Regions from separate parts of the Zea mays genome. Here all the other regions are linked to region 3. The links are chromatin contacts, called in public Hi-C maps. All regions are on one chromosome and are shown on one strand. The core of a region is the stretch at or near the end of the contact, and the rest is flanking DNA. Distances in the headings are between cores, read along the strand shown. Region 1 holds the start of sbp23 (SBP-transcription factor 23). Region 2 holds the start of LOC100286241 (heat shock 70 kDa protein). Region 3 holds the start of LOC100194067.

What was found. A called contact is a pair of places that touch in the nucleus more often than the background predicts.
Region 1: a contact with region 3 is called in a Hi-C map of ear, with 1.9 times the contacts expected there. The contact joins the promoter of sbp23 here to the promoter of LOC100194067 in region 3. A contact is called at or near these places in 3 of 25 Hi-C or Micro-C datasets (ear, leaf and tassel).
Region 2: a contact with region 3 is called in a Hi-C map of ear, with 2.4 times the contacts expected there. The contact joins the promoter of LOC100286241 here to the promoter of LOC100194067 in region 3. A contact is called at or near these places in 4 of 25 Hi-C or Micro-C datasets (ear, leaf and tassel).

The regions. Positions count from the first base shown.
Region 1 is chr2:195,065,792-195,069,973 of Zm-B73-REFERENCE-NAM-5.0, forward strand. It overlaps sbp23 (SBP-transcription factor 23), which reads right to left and starts at 2,697. Exons shown (of 3, transcript NM_001143473.1): 1 at 2,243-2,697; 2 at 4-143. The coding sequence starts at 2,544.
Region 2 is chr2:195,379,503-195,383,769 of Zm-B73-REFERENCE-NAM-5.0, forward strand. It overlaps LOC100286241 (heat shock 70 kDa protein), which reads right to left and starts at 1,728. Exons shown (of 5, transcript NM_001159129.1): 1 at 1,509-1,728; 2 at 1,284-1,351; 3 at 1,107-1,185; 4 at 296-862; 5 at 1-209. The coding sequence starts at 1,580.
Region 3 is chr2:195,245,095-195,249,269 of Zm-B73-REFERENCE-NAM-5.0, forward strand. LOC100194067 reads right to left here and starts at 2,105. Exons shown (of 1, transcript NM_001139123.1): 1 at 652-2,105. The coding sequence starts at 2,035. The coding sequence ends at 935.

The DNA of each region.
Region 1 (4,182 bases), core at 1,447-3,946, 180 kb before region 3:
TACCTTGAACTAGTGATGCAGCAAGCGGGCCGTATCGTGAGGTGAGTGGTCCAGGTGGTGGCTTCCTCCGGCGCTCGTTGTGACCAATGAGGCGGCGGCGGCAGCTTCGTTTCCCTTGGTCAAATTCAGGTAACTGGTGGAACCTGTCATTAGAGGCGATAGGCACGGAATAAATAAAGCCAGTTTAACCTATAATCAGCACGAGATTTGCACAAGATAATTAGTGTATTGCATAACGAGAACCGACTAATTAAGGAATATCCATAGATCAACGGCAATATAGAAAACTACTGTATTTCGAGCACATGGAAAGATGGAATAGTTTAACTCCGTAACCAAGACCCTGCCAGTAGCTTATATATCTTAATACCAACTTGCATCAGACGAACAAATACAGAAAGCAAGCCAGACGTCATGTGAAAGGCTGCCTCGATACAAGTAGCGTGTGTGTGTGTTTTTCTAATCCTCCTGAACTAACATTTTTTATTTAAAGTATACACAGCGACATGAGCCAAATGAGCAGCTTTCATGATTATTAGATCCAGACAATATCAAGGCTCCATGTGGGAATAATAGCACCTGCAATCATTCACAGGGACCGGGCACAGGTACGTACGTAGAGAGACTTTAGGGGGGGTGTTTATATATCATTCAAAGTGATGTGTTTATCTATGGATGAACGGTCGGAACCTTCTCTTTACCGGTGACGCAAAAAAGGCTACAGAGAGCCAATGTTAGCATGGCACTTGCACGCCCTTTGTTCCCCTCATCGAGATGCAACAAAGCTAGCAACGGCATTTAAGACTATGCATGATATGATCTGCGCGTCGCGTGTAACCTTACAGTACTATGCACTTGATGCAGATCTAGTCTAGACTAAACAAAGTTAAGCAAAAGCGACGCTATCTACTTACAAGCATGGACCATATGTGATCACAGGTGAACTTTGAAATATTTTCAGCATGAGCACACAACTCCTAAGCTGAGTCGATTCCATTTTCATTATACTATCTCCGTCCCAAAATAGACAAATACATGATGCTTTTGACTTCTATTTAGATATCATATTTGATCATTAATCCTTGTAAAAAAATTTAAAAAACAATAAATTAAATAAGTCGTTACTAAAGTAGGTCGAATAATAAAATAAGCCATGCCAACATAAATAGTTATGCAAAAAAAATTGAATAAAACAAACAGCTAAACGACATACTAATTAAAAGTCTAAAAAAGTGATGTATGTATCTTAGGATTAAGGACGTGTTTGTTTGTTGGTGCCCTGCAGGCTTCCAGTTTCAAGCACCCCCTAATTCCAGTTTCATTTTCCATCTAGGACATTAAATAGTGTCGTACAGGTACTGGTGCACTGTACTAGCCAATAGCCATTCACATAGGCTACCAGCACAGTAGGATAAGGAAAAAAAAAGAAGATGAATGTAGGCTTCCTATAGTAGTATATACTGGATGTGGTGCTGAGACAAGATACTGTGAATGCTCACATCTATGTCCCTTACTATTCTGGTCAGATTCCACTTGCCCAAAATTTACATCAACTTTAGGGATGTTCCTAAAACATCCGAATTGTATCACAAATCTAATATTTTAGCATAGATATACATATAATTTAAAGCTAATTTTTGGCAATGTTATGAAGAATATTATGAAGTATTTAAATAAATTTTTGTATACATTTTTATGTACATTATTTTCTCCCTACAACAAAAAAGGTGAAAAAACATCCGAATCCGTATTCGGATAGACATCCGAATTTTATATCAATTATTTAAAAATATCTAGAATGAATTTAATGTTTATTTTTTGTGAAGATTAATAGCCTCAATGCTAAAAACAAGAATATAAATTTACATAGCAAATTCTATATGTTATTTGTTCACAATCGAAGAAAGAAGATCAAAAAATTGACATCCGAATAAATATCCGGATCCATCCCTAATCAACTTCGACGCCCACCCGGCCACCCCCAGACAAGACAATTGTGCACCAACGGTACTCTCCCAGGCAGCAGCATGCTTGCTAGCATCCCATGCGAGAACGAGATGAGCCAGCCAACTGCAGAGGTTGGCTTGGCTTCTGAATTGGAGTGTGTGTGTGGACATGTGGTGCATTCAGCTGCTGACGGTATCACGAGCGGAATATAGTAGTAGTAGCAGAGCTGAGCAGCAGCGCCTGGTACTGGACTACTGGGAGACGGGAACGGAAAGAGTGGTTCGGGATTTTGAACCTGCTGCACTGCTGGCAGAAGCGCTGCTCGATGCCGGCGACGAAGACGCGCGGCTCCTTGGAGTGCATGTAGCACACCTTGTGCCGGCAGTAGTACTGCTTGACGGCGCTCAGATCCACGCCGCACCCGTCCACCCGGCACCGCGGCGGCTGGGCGGCGCTCGCGGACGCCGCGGCGCCCTTCCCCTTCCTGCCGCCCGTCGCGCTCCCCCCGGCGGCGCCCGCGTCCTGCTCGAAGTAGATCTTCTGGCCGAACGTGAGCCCGTGGAAGTCGTCGCTCCCACCGCCGCCGCCGGTCGCCATTGCCACCCGCTTCCTTGCTTCCCCCCGACGCTATCGCTTCGCGTCTGTGGCGGCGTAGCCTCCTAGCCCGCCTTCCACTAACCTCCTCTCTGTCCAGTGGGAGTGGGAGGAGGCGCGAGAGGGCTTCAGCGAGGGAAGGGTAGGAGGAGGCAGTGAGGAAGGAGGCGACAACAGTGGTGGCGCCGCCCTTAAAATAACGCTTTGGCGTGTGTGTGGTGCAGTGCGCGCGCGTGTGCGCCTGTGTGTGCTGTGCTGCCGTCCCCACCTCCCACCACACGCACCTCCTCCGCTCGGCTCCCTCCCACTCCCAGTCGCAGCAGCCTGCTGCTAGCTCGGCCGCCACCACCGCACCCACACCACCAAGCTCCTCTTTTCTCGCGCCGCACACTACTGTTCCATGCGCCACCAACTGCTTGCTCTGTTTGTTGGTTTCCTTGCTGGCTGCGCCGGCCTGCGCGCCTTATATAGCGCGCGCGTGTGTGGTGGTGGAAAAGTCCGTCCGTCCACGGCCGGCCATACTATGGCCCGTTTGGATTGATGCCTAATTTGCCTCATTTTACCTAACTTTTCTGCCTAAGGTTAGTTATTCAATTCGAACGACTAACCTTAGGTAAAATGGGGCACAGTTAGCCACAAACCAAACATGCCGGGAGTGAGAGTAACGAGAAGGATTGAGGGCTAGTTTGAAAAATCGAATCCCCTTCAGGATTAAAGGACATTGAAGAGGAAATTAGTTCATTTTCACCTCAATCCTCTCTAATCTTGAAGAGGATTTGAGATTTCTAAAGTAGCCTAGCTAGAATTTCTCACTATTCAGTTTTAAATAGTAAGTGATTTTAGCCCTTCAATCCCGTTCATTCCACTTGCTTTCAAACAGGGCCTCATAGTGAACCAGTTTATAAGTGAAAGACAGAAAAAGAGAATTGTTGCTGGCTCTTTTAGAAAAGCCGCAGCTACCTCCGGCGATCCCATCAGGCCATCACACGCGCACAGACACAGCACCGAGGACTCTCAGGAACTGGGGATGATGGGTGGGCCAGTCGCCAAGTGTCGTCGATGCTGACGTGGTTGGTGGCGCGCAACAGTAGGCCGCCCGGCCCAGGCCTGGAACGTGAGCATCACCGGCAGCGGCCGGCAGGCCGCACTGTGGCACGCAGCGCTGTGCGCGCCACCATGGCTGACCGGAGAGCGAACAGAAAAACAGGCCAGCGGAGGCAGGCGCGCTCGTGCAGGTATGGCCATGGCCGGCGCCAGCAGCTGCCACTGGTAGCTTTGTACAGCGGCGTGGTGCACTATTGATGGCCGTGCGGCTGGTGGTGGCGGGTCCCGGAAGGACGTGAGCGGTGCCTCCTATTATTGAGGAGGTGAGAGGCTGCTGTGTCTCAACCGCCGTATATTTTGCACTGTTATTACAGGATGCGGTTGCAGTGGATCAGGGGGTTTCCATCCACAAAAAGACTATATAGTATGCACATAGAAGTTTAGTGCACATATTAAATCGTCATCACTTATTTTAGATATAACTTCTCTATTTGTTAGGTAAATTTTACTAAAAACACCCTCTAACGTAGTGGGGTATAGTGGTGGAATATGTTATTTATAAATTACAATTATCAATTAGATATATTAGTTCTGATA
Region 2 (4,267 bases), core at 478-2,977, 130 kb after region 3:
GTGATAAATGGGAGGTTGATTTCAGTCTGCATAGTGGACGAAAGCTCAACCTTGGCCTTCTCAGCAGCTTCCCTGAGCCTTTGCAGTGCTAACTTGTCCTTGCTCAGATCAATGTTGTCTGACTTCTTGAACTCACTAACCAGATACTCAAGCAGTGCACCATCAAAATCCTCACCACCAAGGAAAGTATCACCATTGGTTGCCTTGACCTGAACAAGGTGTCAGAATTAAGAATTACTACACCAATTTCAACATCTGCATAGAGAATCTGTGCAAGATATGAGAAGAAAATTACCTCGAAAACCCCATTTGATATCTCAAGGATTGACACATCAAATGTGCCACCACCCAGGTCAAACACTGCAATAAGGCCCTCCTTGTTGTTCATTCCATAAGACAAAGCTGCAGCAGTGGGCTCATTGATAATCCTCATAACTTCCAGTCCAGCAATCCTACCAGCATCCTTGGTAGCCTGGCGTTGAGCATCATTAAAATAAGCTGGGACAGTAATAACAGCCTTAGAGACTGTCTTGCCAAGGTAAGCCTCTGCAGTTTCCTTCATCTTAGTGAGAACAAATGCACCAATCTGACTAGGGGAGTACTGCTGGCCACCCATCTCGACCCAGGCATCACCATTCGGCGCCTTGACAATCTTGTAAGGCACCATCTTCATCTCCTTCTGGGTCTGTGGGTCATCAAAAGTCCTACCGATCAGACGCTTTGACCCACGGATTGTGTTCTGGGCATTGGTTACTGCCTGCCGGCTCGCTGTGATACCAATCAACAGGTCACCATTCTGATTCTTGGCAACAATGGAGGGTGTCGTCCTCGCGCCTTCTGCATTTTCAATCACCCGTGGTGTCTACACAAGCAAATCCATCCATCATTTCCTGACTAGTAGCATCATAAACAGAACTCATTGAACATGTACTCAATTTGCAGCAATTTGAAGCTACGTGACGTTAAGTAAATATGATTGACATCTACTACGACATTTACTACGGATGGATACAGCGACACCACATTTACAAATAACGGAAAATGGCATATTTCAGAGTGGACATGGTCACATGGAAGATTTCAGAGTGGACTGGGGAAAAATGTACCTTTCCTTCCATGACGGAGACGCAGGAATTCGTTGTGCCTAGATCGATACCGATGACATCTGTTGCGGCTGGCTTTGTGCTGCATGCAGAACATTAACTTAGGCGCCGCAAAGGCACGAAACAAATTGCCATGGATAGGGAACTACTGATGTCAAAACATCTCCAGTTCGTAATTACCTGAGAAGACGAGCTACTGCTCCAAGCCTGGAGAGCAGAGGAGGTGCTATCCGCTGGGCAACGGGACCCTAATCAATGGCAAAAGCAGGGAACAGATCAACACATCGGATCAATCTAACATCGTTAGGACAGCGCGAAAACGGCAAAACGCCATAAATTGACCTTGACCAAGGCGCACGAACTGCAAGAAAAGAGCAGGTTCACGGGAACAAAGGTGGCACGGACCTGGGCAACGGCAGATGCAAGGGTGTGGCCGGACCTGACCAGCCTCGACGTGACGAGAGCTCCGAAGGCCATGGTTGGTGCTAAGCCTTGTGGGCGGCGGCTCACGGCGGCAGCGTGTGTGGCTCGGGAAGTAGGAGGAGGCGAGATCAGGAAAAACCCTAGTGAACGGCGCCGCCGCCTTCTCTTAAAACCCTCGCGGTCCGCGGCACTGGCTTGGGAGAGGGGAAAGAAATGGTGGCCAGGGGCATTTCTGTGATTTCTCACCAGGGCAAGTCTGTGGCTGACGGTGGGCCACGAGGCTGGGTGGAAGCTTCTAGACGGCATCAACCCGCCACCGTCCGTTGGGCCTGGCTTTTCCAGGACTCGGACTCCAATCGTGCGCCGATCATCGTATATGGTGGATAGATTCTCTCGTCGGTGCTTGAAAAATGGTAATCACTCCCATCTATGGGTCTGTTTAGTTAAACTTTTTTTCTTCTAAGTTTTTTTATAAGAATCTGACTATGTGGAGTAAAAATTATCAAACCAATCGATAAATCCAGCTAACCGACCGATTAATCAGTAATCCGTCCATGACGGTTTAACCATATCACCGGTTTACCCAATTAAATTTGGGATATTTTATAAATTCTGAACAAATTTGATGTCGGCTTTTCTATAAATACTATGGATTGTTTTAAGATATTCCCTGAAACCAAATTTGAAAACACACTACGTATTTTAAACTAAAAATCAAACAAGTTTCAAAAAAATAAAAAGCAATTGATTTTACCGAATAGTCGATTAATCGGTCTTAGTTAGAGATAAACTGGTGGCCTCTAGTAGTTAGGTTTTGAGGATTTTCTTTCTTTTAGCCTCAAATCTTTTAACTTGTGATAACATTTGGGCAATCTTTTCTTTAAACTTTGTGATCTCAATATATTTTATTTGCTAAATGACAAGTGGTTTGATTTCTTCACACGTATTGTCGATTTATCAATTCAATGACCGATTTATCGGTCTTATCAGTCGTGTCGGGGACCATAATTAGGGGTACCCTCAAGACGCCTAATTCTCAGCTGGTAACCCCCATCAGCATAAAGCTGCAGAGGCCTGATGGGTGCGATTAAGTCAGGGATCAGTCCATACGAGTGACTCGATCACGCCTCGCCCGAGCCTAGCCTCGGGCAAGGGCAGCCGACCCCGAGGGATTTCCGTCTCGCCCGAGGCCCCCCTTTAACGGCGGACACATCTCTGGCTCGCCCGAGGCATTGCCTTCGCTAAGAAGCAACCCTGACTAAATCGCCGCGCCGACCGACCGAGTCGCAGGAGCATTTAACGCAAAGGTGGTCTGACACCTTTATCCTGACGCGCGCCCCCCGGCAGAGCCGAAGTGACCGTCGTCACTTCGCCGCTCCACTGACCGGTCTGACAGAAGGATAGCGCCGCCTGCGCCACTCCGACTGCAGTGTCACTTGACAGAGTGAGACTGACAGGCAGTCAGGCCTTGCCGAAGGCGCCATAGGAAACTCCGCTCCGCCCGACCCAGGGCTCGGACTCGGGCTAAGCCCCAGAAGACGGCGAACTCCGCACCGCCCGACCCAGGGCTCAGACTTGGGCTAAGCCCCGGAAGACGGCGAACTCCGCACCGCCCGACCCAGGGCTCGGACTCGGGCTAAGCCCCGGAAGACGGCGAACTCCGCTCCGCCCGACCCAGGGCTCGGACTCGGGCTAAGCCCCGGAAGACGGCGAACTCCGCTCTGCCCGACCCAGGGCTCGGACTCGGGCTAGGCCCCGGAAGACGGCGCACTCCGCTCCGCCCGACCCAGGGCTCGGACTCGGGCTAGGCCCCGGAAGACGGTGAACTCCGCTCCGCCCGACCCAGGGCTCGGACTCGGGCTAGGCCCCGGAAGACGGCGAACTCCGCTCCGCCCGACCTAGGGCTCGGACTCGGGCTAGGCCCCGGAAGACGACGAACTCCGCTCCGCCCGACCCAGGGCTCGGACTCGGGCTCAGCCCCAGAAGACGACGAACTCCGCTTCGCCCGACCCCAGGGCTCGGACTCCGCCCTGGCCTCTGCCGAACAACCTCCGCCTCGCTCGACCCAGGGGCTCGGGCTCGGCCTCGGCCATGGAAGACATACTCGACCTCGGCTTCGGAGGAGCCTCCACGTCGCCCGACCTAGGGCACAGGCCCGCCACGTCAACAGGAAGCGCCATCATCACCCTACCCCGAGTCGACTCGGGCCGCAGAGAACAAGACCGGTGTCCCATCTGGCTAGCTCCGCCAGATAGGCAATGATGGCGCCCCGCTAGCCCTGTGACGACGGCGGCTCTCAGCTCCCTTACGGAAGCAGGGGGGACGTCAGCAAGGACTCAACCGCTCCGACAGCTGTCCCTCCGCTAGGCTCCGTTGCTCCTCCGACAGCCACGACATCACACCAACAGGGTGCCAAGATCTCTCCGGCTGCCACATTGGCATGTACTTAGGGCGCTAGCTCTCCCTCCGCTAGACACGTAGCACTCTGCTACATCCCCATTGTACACCTGGATCCTCTCCTTACGCCTATAAAAGGAAGGACCAGGGCCTTCTTAGAGAAGGTCGGCCGCGCGGGGACGAGGGCGGGACAGGCGCTCTCTTGGGGCCGCTCGCTTCCCTCACCCGCGTGGACGCTTGTAACCCCCTACTGCAAGCGCACCCGACCTGGGCGCGGGACGAACACGAAGGCTGCGGGATTTCCACCTCTCTCACGCCCGTCTCCGGCCACCTCGCTTTCCCCC
Region 3 (4,175 bases), core at 855-3,354:
AGCACACTGGGAACAAACAGGCAGCGTAGGGAGACAATTGTGACAAGAAGGGAGAACGAGAGGGAAGGTTCCGCGCTGCCGTGGGAGAGAGAAGCAGCCAGCGTGTAGCGGACGCCCGAGATCCACCACATTTAGCGTCTCTTTCACATATGGCAAAATTTAGGGCTCCTTTTGGCGTGCATTGCTGGAGGCGTACAGGATGACATCATCCGCTAAATTTAGCGAACAAGACCCTTTTACAGGGTGTTGTTGGAGACAGACCGCGAGCTTGTGTGAGTGTGTGAGAAACAAGTTTCTTGCAAAAGAAGCCCTAGTTCGCGGCCTATCTTTTGGGGTTTATTGATCTGGTGGAGGAACCGTTTCAGCTTGTACATGTTTGTGCCGAATCCAACATCGATCGTCGCTCTGAGCCCTAAATTAACATAGGAATTACAAAAGGATACTCAAACAATTCAGAGTTATTGGGGTTATTCCAGACCTACTTTCCCAGTTCACACTTCAGTTGTCTATATCTTAATAATCAGCCAAGCCGCTTGTTAAGATATAGGCAACTTGGGAGCGTCACCAATGCTCAACACTTGATTCAAAGGAATAATTGCACATACCAAAATTTCACTGAGATTAATACCACATCCTTCGAAGGGGGCTGTTGAAAAAACTAATCCTTCATTCATTTTAGATCAAAAGATGAAAATTTATACAGAACAGAATATCCTAAGACAAGCAATGAAAATAGAATTGAGGCAAAATTACTACCACACCTATGGCGAATGGCAACCTCACTTGCAATCTTCTCCAGCGAGGGGCTAAACTGACCTTAGCAATCTTCTCCAGCGAGGAAGTATTATTATTAACCACAAAACCTGACACAGCAGTCAGCAGCTATGTCATAATGTAGGGCTTGCAATAACAGCAAGCCCTAGCTAGGTGCTTCTTACTTCCGCCGGCCCTCAAGCACCTTCTTCAACTCCTCACTTGCTTCATTTGAGGCCGGTTTCGTCCCACTGTCTACCAATTCCTTCGCATTGATGTGGAAATGGCGATCTGGTTTCGACACTAAAGAATGTTGTTGAGGTGGCACTGCTGTTGGCAGCTTACGATCATCGCCTTTGCCGGCTCCAATCTCTGCACGCAAGTCCTCAACTGCACGACGCAGCATTGTGTTCTCCACATTCAGCTTATCCAGTTGCCTCTTCATGAATGACAACTCTTCATCCTTGGCTGCCGGTGGTGTATCTTTCTTCCTCTTCTTGTCCGTTTCAGACTGTGAAGGCACCTTGGGCGTGTGCTCGATGGTGATCTTGTTCATCACCAGCAGCGGCAGCTTGCTGATGGCGAGGCTCCCAGCCTTGCGCCCGTACCCGTTGTCTGCAAGCGTGGCCTTGATCTCCGGCGGCACACGCAGCCCCCACTGGAACCGCAGGCTCGCTTTACTCCACAGTGGCAGCATGCTCCTGGTCGTGAGCCGCATCCCGGACAGCAGCGCGCCTACGCCGCCGCCGCCGCCGTCCGTCCCGGTGACGGCCGCCACGTTCGCCCCCAATACATTCCCGTTAAAGGAGAAGCCGTTACCGTGTGCTTCGCAGTCGTGGTCGTCGCCGTTGGTGGTGAGGTCGACCATCTTGATCGCTAGCGGGGGCGGAGTGGATGTGGGCGGCGGTGTCGGCGGGGAGCGGACGGAGCTGGCGACGGCGAAGTCCCCGATCCGGGGCTTGAAGAGGAGCGAGAAGGCGGGCGGGTTGGAGGAGGTGAGGTTGAATTCGGCGGCGAGGGCGAATGGGGCGCGGGCAGGGGACCCCAGCGGCCCCAGCCCCGTGCGGACGGAGAGGGCGAAAGGCTGGAGGGGTTCGTTGGGGCGGTATGAGAGGCGGAGCGCCGGGCCAGAGGAGAAGGCGGTGGAGAGGTCGAAGCGGAGGTCCTTGGCGTCTCCCCCCGCCGCGAGGCCCGAGAGGAAGGGCAGCCCCAGCACGCCAATCGGCACCTTGGCGCGCAGCAGCGGTCGGTCGTCGTCGCGGAACTTGATCGACGCCTTCATGGCGGGCGGATGGGCGGCTAGGGTTAGCCTATATTGGATTTAGGATTTGCCGGGTTGGGGAGGTTCGATGGTGGTGGGGATTTGAAGTCTGGAGGCAAGGGAATTGGCGGCAGAAATTACGCCACCATGGGGTCCGGGGAGGCGGCCGCGGCGGAGGTCATGGAGAGGACTGACTGGGATGGGGGAGAGTGAAGAGGACGGAGGAGGTGGAAGCGGGATTGCATTGGGTATCGAGCTTGCCGGACCGTTTGTTTTCACCTTTTACTGTGTCGCTGCCTTTTTTTTTTCCACGCAAGACGCAACAGTAAAATGCTGCTGTTTGGGCCTAGTCACCCTTTTTTCAGTGATTGATTCCTGAATCAGATGGCCCGCGTCCAAACAATGTCCGTTCTACTAGCCTGCTGTATGAAAAGCCATAGAAGGGCTGGTAAATGTAAATCATAGGCCAGCTTTTATAAAGTTGGGCTAAGGCCATACTATAGGTTTTTGCTTAGTTTAAATGTCGTTTCTTTTCTTCCATAAAAAAATCATCACCCTATTTGCAAAACTCCATTCAATTCAACATTTATTTTTAGCAGACGGGATTATGCTCGTATTTCATTGAGAAGGTAGAAAATTTACAAGGCTCAGCCTATTGCCGAGCGAGTTGCTCGCCTATAGACTGTCGGCACACACTGAGACACTGAAAATGAACCAAGTTGTGGCGTTTATACCAAAGCTCTCAGTCAACTCGACGCCATGAGAACGTCGACAACATTGCAAACCCCACATGTAACCGACAGTTTCCTTCTTCCATGACCAACTTAATGAGTTTCGCTAGTGTTGCCCATCTTCATTGAAAACTCGGTTATTCCTTTCTTTCCAAGCAGGGCTGGTCCTAGCATTTTGGAGATAAACTGCTGAAGGAACATTAACTCCATATACAAGTCTTTGTTGTTGACATCAAAATGTTGACATTCTTTAGTGTTGTCTCAAGTTGAGTATAAGAAGAAACTAAACTTTTGTTATCTAAAGACCACAACTTAAGTGAAGTAAAAAAAATCGAAGATTTTCTCATACCCCTGATATTGTTCGAACCTTATAGTCATTATAGTAATAACTTGATCATCAACAAACAAAAAAAATCAAACCTTGTAGCATGAATTTGGGCCCCCCAAAAAATTTAGGGGCCTTATGCCATCGATTCTTGTGTTGTGCAAGGGACCGGACCGCTGCCACTAATGGACTAGATGTCTGAAGATGATGACATGAGGCACTCAAGCCCTGCCTAACACAGAACCCAACACCAAACTTCTCAAGTAAAGATGCAACTGAGTAACAAGTGATATGTCGTCTCACTTTGTTGATTGTAAAGGGCGCACTTATCACCATATTGAAGCCCATGTCGCTTATGATGATCCTCAGCCCAAAGTCTTATGCATTACGATCGTGAAGAAAATTTAACCTTCGATGGATTCGCAACTCTCCAAATCTCCTTGGTGTCAATCATGGAGGTCTAGAGAAATGGGTTTACAACAGGCTAGCATAAATACCACGTTCAACCAAGATGACATGCAAGTACAAGATCATTGGTTGTTACCACTAGACATGCAACATAGTGGAAGAAGAGCACGGCGACATAGTGGAAGTAATTGTACATCATTGCATACCAGCAACAACAACATGTAAGTGTGCTCCTCATGTTTGTTGTTGATCAACATCTTAGCAATAGTTGCAATATCTCCATGGAATCCATATCATTCGAATGAAACGTTGTGACGCCACATGCGCAGTGAGAGTAAAGGCAGTGATATCTTGGGCACCTGTAACTACAGGGAGAGAGGTAATGGCTAGAATGTTTCTCTCTTCAATCACGTCAACTCCTTTATATATAGACCCCCTAGTAAAGTGCTTTTACCCTAAAAGCCTAGCGATGTTCTCATATATCATACTTACTTATTGGGTATATCAATAATCTGTCACTTGTAGTTGTTAATCGTTTGTTCAACTGTTCCAACCCCTTAAATGTGTACGTGTTTGGTTCATGTGTAGATGACCATGATCAAAACCCATTTTGAGTCCATCAATCAATAGCAGCACCAAGCAACATATATTGAATCTCATGTACACATAAAGATCATATGACTCGAACCTTGATATA